Regions from separate parts of the Mus musculus genome. Here region 2 is linked to region 1. Evidence: chromatin contacts called from public promoter capture Hi-C data. All regions are on one chromosome and are shown on one strand. Each heading gives the region's core, a stretch centred on a gene start, on an enhancer-like site or on the middle of the called end of the contact. The rest is flanking DNA. Distances are from core to core; before and after follow the strand shown. Region 1 holds the start of Crlf1 (cytokine receptor-like factor 1). Region 2 overlaps Ccdc124 (coiled-coil domain containing 124).

Region 1 (2,829 bases), core at 206-2,705:
GACTACTAGCCCAGAGCAGCAGCGCAGCGTGGTGCCCCTGCGGTGTGGCCTGTGTCTCCGGATGGGGTCCTGAGAGTGGTGGGGAAAGATCTCCAGTGCACTCAACCATATGCGTACCCCGGTGTTGCCTCCCCTGTGAAATAAATGTGGGACCACGAGTGCGGGCGTGCGTGTGTGTGCGTGCGTGTGTGTGTGTGTGTGTGTGTGTGTGTGTGTGTGTGTGTGTGTGTGTCTGTGTAGAGGATGGAATGCGAGCGCCGCGATGGTGTGCGAATACGCATCTGGGCTGCAGCGCGCGTCGGAGGGCAGGGTGACGGGACATAAGCCAGTGGGGCTCTTTTGTGTGTCTTTGGGTGTGTCCCAGAGAGGGTCTGGATGTGGAGACCGCATCCTGGCGGGGATGTGTGCGTTGGGTGATGGGGGCTCAAGGCCAGGAGTTCCTCCTGGGACAGTGGGATTCTCTCGGCAGCTGACCCCCACTGGGTGCCCCTTAGACAATGAAGTCTGGGCTCGCGGTGCCCGGACACGCTTGCTCTCGCTCCTCACCGAAATTTCAGTCGCTAGAGGCTCTCAACCCAGCGCAGCCTGAATGAGACCGGTTGTGAGCCCCACCAGTGGAGAGGACTTCGAGGATACCAAAGCATGGAGTCTGCTATAGGGGGGAGGGGGCGGCGCCGACCCCACGGAGAGGCAAGTCCCGAGGGACGCCGGGCCGCATGCCAGGCGGACAGGAGGGCTCACGATAACGCCCCACCCTCCCCCCGGGGATCATCACTTCATGGGGGAGGGGACCCCACTTTGCGCCAGCACCCAACCCAACGCACCCAAGCGTGCGTCCCCGGCCAGGGAGGCTTCCCTTCCGCTCTGATATCCAAGACACAGGCGTGCGCCCCGAAGCGTCCCAGCACCCTGAAGGAGGGGGGTCCCAGGACACTGCGATGTCCTTCAAACTGAGCCTGGCCAGACAGCCTCGCAAAGGGGATACAGATAAGAGGCCTCTGATGTATAACGGGGTACTCTTGGGAGGCTGGGTGGTGGTGCCATGAGCCCCACAGGTGAGGGCGCCCCGAGGGCCGCCTTCCTTTGTTCCCGGGACGTCCAGGTGGCGCTCGCGCCCCCTCTTCCATCCCCCGCGACTACCCCCCGGGGCGCCGGATCCCGGCTTCCCTGGGGAGGTGGGGAGCAGGGCGCACGGTACTCACGGGCTCCCGATCCGCCCCGAGGCACCCCGAGGACACAGAGCAACAGAGGCGACCACAGCGAGGACAGCGGCCGCGGCGGCCGCCGCGCGGATTGGGCGACGGGGCCCGGGCGACCCGCGGGCATGGGGGTGGCGCGCAACGGGCGGTGACTGCAACGCCGGTATGGGGCGGGGGCGAGTCTGCGGGGTGCAGATTGGGGCTCGGGTCCTCACGCGCGTCACTGGGCGCGGACAGCGAAGGCCGGAGCAAGTCTGAGCAGCCGAAATTGACAAGGCGCTAATGCGCCGCTCGCCCCGCCCGGCCCCGCCCCCGGCCCGGCCCGGCCCCTGGGGGGGGGGGTTGATCGTGGGCCCCGCACCGGCCTTCCCACCGCCCGCGGGCACCGCGCGCCCCGCCCGGCCGGCCTCCGCCCAGTTACCACTCCTGAACGTCCCATCCTCCTGCGCGAAGCCCCCCACTCTTTCCCCACCAGCCCGTGGGACCTCCCTCTCTGGTCCCGCCCGTCCCAGGCTTCCCACCCCCTCATCTGGGATCCTGTACCCTTAACTCCGAATGGGTTCCTAGCTCGCAGCCCTGGTGCTTTTCCAGGATCCCCTCCAGTCTACCGGGATCCTTCCTATCCACCTTCCCCGCCCCTCTTACGGGGCCCCCATACCCACTTTGGTCCGCCACACACACATTGAGCAGTACCTGAGCCCGTTCATCCTCTTTCAGCCCTTCTTCCTTCCCCAGAGAGTTTGAAAGTTGCCACCAGTCCCTTTCTCTGGGTGCATGGGTCCTACCGATCCCCACCCTAAGCCTTCATGCCACCTCTCCCATCGCTGTAGTCTCGTTTCGTGCGGGGGGGGGGGAGCCAGAAGGCAGGGAGGGAGTCTCCGGCCTCTGGTCCCTTCTCAACTATCATATCTGCGGGTATTGGATATGGGGATGTCCCGGAGCGCGTGCAGGGAGCCCTTATGAGTGGGCTCATGGGGAGAGGTGTGTCCTTTGGGGAACGGGACCGAACCCTGCATTCCTAGTTCCCATCGGTGCAGAAGAGTTCTCCCTAAACTTCTTCACATCCCCCCACGGAAAAATCCACTCAGCGGCCCGCGGGTGGGGTGCGCCACGCGGTGAGTAATCACTGCAGCGGCCGCCGCCCGCCAACTTCAGGTAACGCGGGCAGCCCCGAGCAACGCAGAATTATCACTGATTGAGCGCAGAGTTTTTTCTCTGGGTTATTTTTGTTGGCCACTGTTTGGGGTTTTGGGGACCCCTCCCGGACCAACCCAGCCCTGGCATTTCATCTCTCTGATCGCTTCTTCGTCTCCACCCTATCCGGATGCCCACGAAGGGAGGTCTCTGGCCTGCAAGGTCTTTGCTGGTGGGGCGGCGCTTGAAATGCGAGTTCCCGGGTGGTCCCACCCCACGGGTTTGGTAAAGGCCCCCAGCCACAGCTCCCTGAGAGTAAAGGGCTCGATTTCTCCCATACAGCCGTTCCCTTGGAGGCTCAGCCCCTTCCTTAAAGGTCCTCCAAGAAGCTTCAAATGACAAAGGAGAGAAATAAAAACTAATTCGGCCACTGCCATTTTGCTGGGGGCAAACTAGGCCACTTGTGCCTCAGTTTCTTCTTTTGTACAGTGGCTAA
Region 2 (2,700 bases), core at 38-2,537, 380 kb before region 1:
ACATGGTGAATAGTCTGTTAACCGGAAATACCTCCAGGGACAGGCAGAGGGGAAGTAGCTCAGGAGCTGGAGCAAGGAACGGAAGTGACAGCTGATAGGATTGGAGTCTTCTGGAGTACGCAGTGTTGGTCTTTGCACAACGTTGTAATTATAGTTTTAAAAAAATTATTTCAGTAGGCTGGAGAGATGGCTCAGTGGTTAAGAGCACAAGGTCCTGAGTTCAGTTCCCATCAACCACATGGTGGCTCACAACCATCTGCAATGGCACCCGGTGCCCTCTTCTGGTGTGTCTGAGAAGAGCGACAGTGTACTCACATACATAAAATAAATAAATCTTTTAAAATTAATTATTTTTTCAAGACACCCTGGCTATCCTGGAACTTACTCTGTAGACCAGGCTGGTCTTGAACTCAGAAACCCGCCTGCCTCTGCCTCCCAATGCTGGGATTAAAGGCGTGTGCCACCACCGCCCAGCAATAAATCTTTTTTAAAAAATTGTTCAAAAGCCTCAGAAGAAACACAACAGTAGAGCCCCTTCCTAGAATCACCAGGGAGGGGTGAGGACATGGCTCAGGGCTAGAGCCCCTGTCCTCCAGTGTGGAGGTTCAGGTGGAGCTCCCTCCGCCCTGTGGAGGCCCTGCCTACGTTTTGTGGGTACAGAGTTGTTATATATGTTAATAAAATGAGAGGAAATGCTGACTTGAGGGACTCGCTGCTCCTTGCTATCCTAATAGCGTCCAAGGGTCAGACAGGATCATGTCAGGCCAGCCTGCTCTACATAATGAGACCCTGTTTTTTAAAAAATCGCTTTTGCAAGCAGTCTGTAAAGTCTTGGAGATGGGTGGGTCCTAGTCACAGTCCAGCCCCTCCACGGTGTCCTTCCTGCAGCCTGCTGAGGGATGCCCAAGAAGTTCCAGGGCGAGAACAGCAAGTCGGCAGCTGCCCGAGCACGGAGGGCTGAAGCCAAGGCGGCCGCTGATGCCAAGAAACAGAAGGAGCTGGAAGATGCTTACTGGAAGGATGAGGACAAACACGTGATGCGGAAGGAGCAACGCAAGGTGGGCGGCATGGGCTTCGGTGTTGAAAGGTGGCTCGAGGTAGCCATGGAGGGATGCATACTCAGAAGCTAGCTGAAGTGGGTCTGTGTTTGTCTCCAACCTTATTGTGACATTCCTGACCGAGGCCTGTCTTGAGCCAGCCCCAGGTGCCTACTTGGTACTGGAGTGGTTCGGGCTTGGTGCTGACGTGTCTGCCCACTAGGTGGCAACAGAGACCCTGTCTCCACAGCAGGCCTCGCCCTGCTATCCAGGGGGTTGGTCATTGTTCTGTTTCTATCACCCAGGCTGGCCTGGAACACCCGGGCTCAGCCTCTCCACCTGCCTCAGCTCCCCCTGCAGCTTGGTGGTACTCCAGGTTCGCACCATGATCAGAATTCTGTGTGTCTTTCTCAGTACTGATGACCTTCTTTTGGGATGAGCTGTCCTGGTGCACGACCCTGCCCAGACCCTCTGTCCCCAGAAGACAGAGTGGGAGTGGGATGTTCAGAGCTAGTGGAGGAATTCCACAGGGCAGGGTGCTATTCAAAAGCCATGTAGCGAGATAGCGCTGAGGCAAAGGAGCCTCCGGAAGATGCTGCCTTCAAACACCTTTGATTTTGACCCCAGATAGGCATTCCTCTCTGCCTTTGGGGTAAAGGCACATGGAAATACCCTTGTGAAGCACTTTAGCTGCCCAGGTCCTTTTGTACAAGGGTGCCCTGGGGGGATAGGGAAGGAGGGAGCAGCGCCCTCTTGGGTTCCACCCTGGGCACCCAGGCAGCTTCTGTCTACATAGCCTTCCCCTGTTGCCCCTGCAGGAGGAGAAGGAGAAGCGACGCCTGGAGCAGCTGGAGCGCAAGAAGGAGACGCAGCGCCTGCTGGAGGAGGAAGACTCACGGCTCAAAGGCGGCAAGGCCCCACGTGTGGCGCCCGCCAAGGTCACACGTGCACAGATCGAGGACTCGCTGCGGAGAGAGCAGCGGGCAGAGCCAGGTGTGCATGTGGCCTGGGGCAAATCCCCCGAGGGCTTCGCGCCAACGCCTCGTTCTCATATTCTGTCCCTGTCACCCACAGTGGAAAAGGCTAAGAGCCACCTAGAGCTGCCACTGGAAGAGAACCTTAACCGGCGCCTGCAGGAAGAGGGCAGCGTGGAGGCGCGCACTGTGGAGGACGCCATCGCAGTGCTCAGGTGGGCGGGGCGGGCTGTGTGGGCGGGGCCCTGAAGAGGAGAGTTTGTTGGGGCGGGACTTAGGTCTGGGTCCTGACTCCTTGACTTGCAGTGTGGCTGAGGAAGCTGACCGGCATCCTGAGCGCCGGATGCGAGCGGCCTTCACCGCGTTTGAGGAGGTGCAACTGCCACGGTTGAAGCAGGAGAACCCCAACATGCGGCTGTCGCAACTGAAGCAGCTGCTGAAGAAGGAGTGGTTGCGCTCCCCTGACAACCCGATGAACCAGCGCGCCCTGCCCTTTAATGCGCCCAAGTGACAGAACCAGGCTGAGTCCAGCTTGTCTGAGTCAGCTCATCCCCCTCCAGCCAGGCCTGACCAGGGATTCATAGAGTTCCGGGCCTGGGATTCTCCCAGCTGCGCCATAGGTCATCCTCAACAACCCAGAGGGTCCCTGCTCTGACATCCTAGTCCCCGTGAGCCCTGCAGAGCCCAGT

What was found. Promoter capture Hi-C pulls out the DNA fragments that hold promoters and counts their contacts.
Region 2: a promoter capture Hi-C map of cranial neural crest shows a contact between it and region 1, with 2.5 times the contacts expected there. The contact joins the enhancer-like site here to the promoter of Crlf1 in region 1. A contact is called at or near these places in 1 of 39 promoter capture datasets (cranial neural crest), 3 of 484 Hi-C or Micro-C datasets (CD4 T cells, embryonic stem cells and neutrophils), 2 of 115 datasets of contacts at active chromatin or transcription factors (memory CD8 T cells and pancreatic cancer cells) and 1 of 9 other capture datasets (liver).

The regions. Positions count from the first base shown.
Region 1 is chr8:70,491,774-70,494,602 of GRCm38.p6, reverse strand. It overlaps Crlf1 (cytokine receptor-like factor 1), which reads right to left and starts at 1,455. Exons shown (of 9, transcript NM_018827.4): 1 at 1,203-1,455. The coding sequence starts at 1,326.
Region 2 is chr8:70,868,263-70,870,962 of GRCm38.p6, reverse strand. It overlaps Ccdc124 (coiled-coil domain containing 124), which reads left to right. Exons shown (of 5, transcript NM_026964.3): 2 at 889-1,058; 3 at 1,856-2,030; 4 at 2,112-2,226; 5 at 2,318-2,700. The coding sequence starts at 900. The coding sequence ends at 2,522. Among named protein-coding and RNA genes, the nearest start is that of Ccdc124, 3.9 kb to the left of the region's middle. Within about 2 kb of position 1,287, at least 43 of the 459 cell types and tissues checked have an H3K27ac peak or open chromatin away from gene starts, as enhancers often do. A contact at or near this core is called in embryonic stem cells, where this site is marked.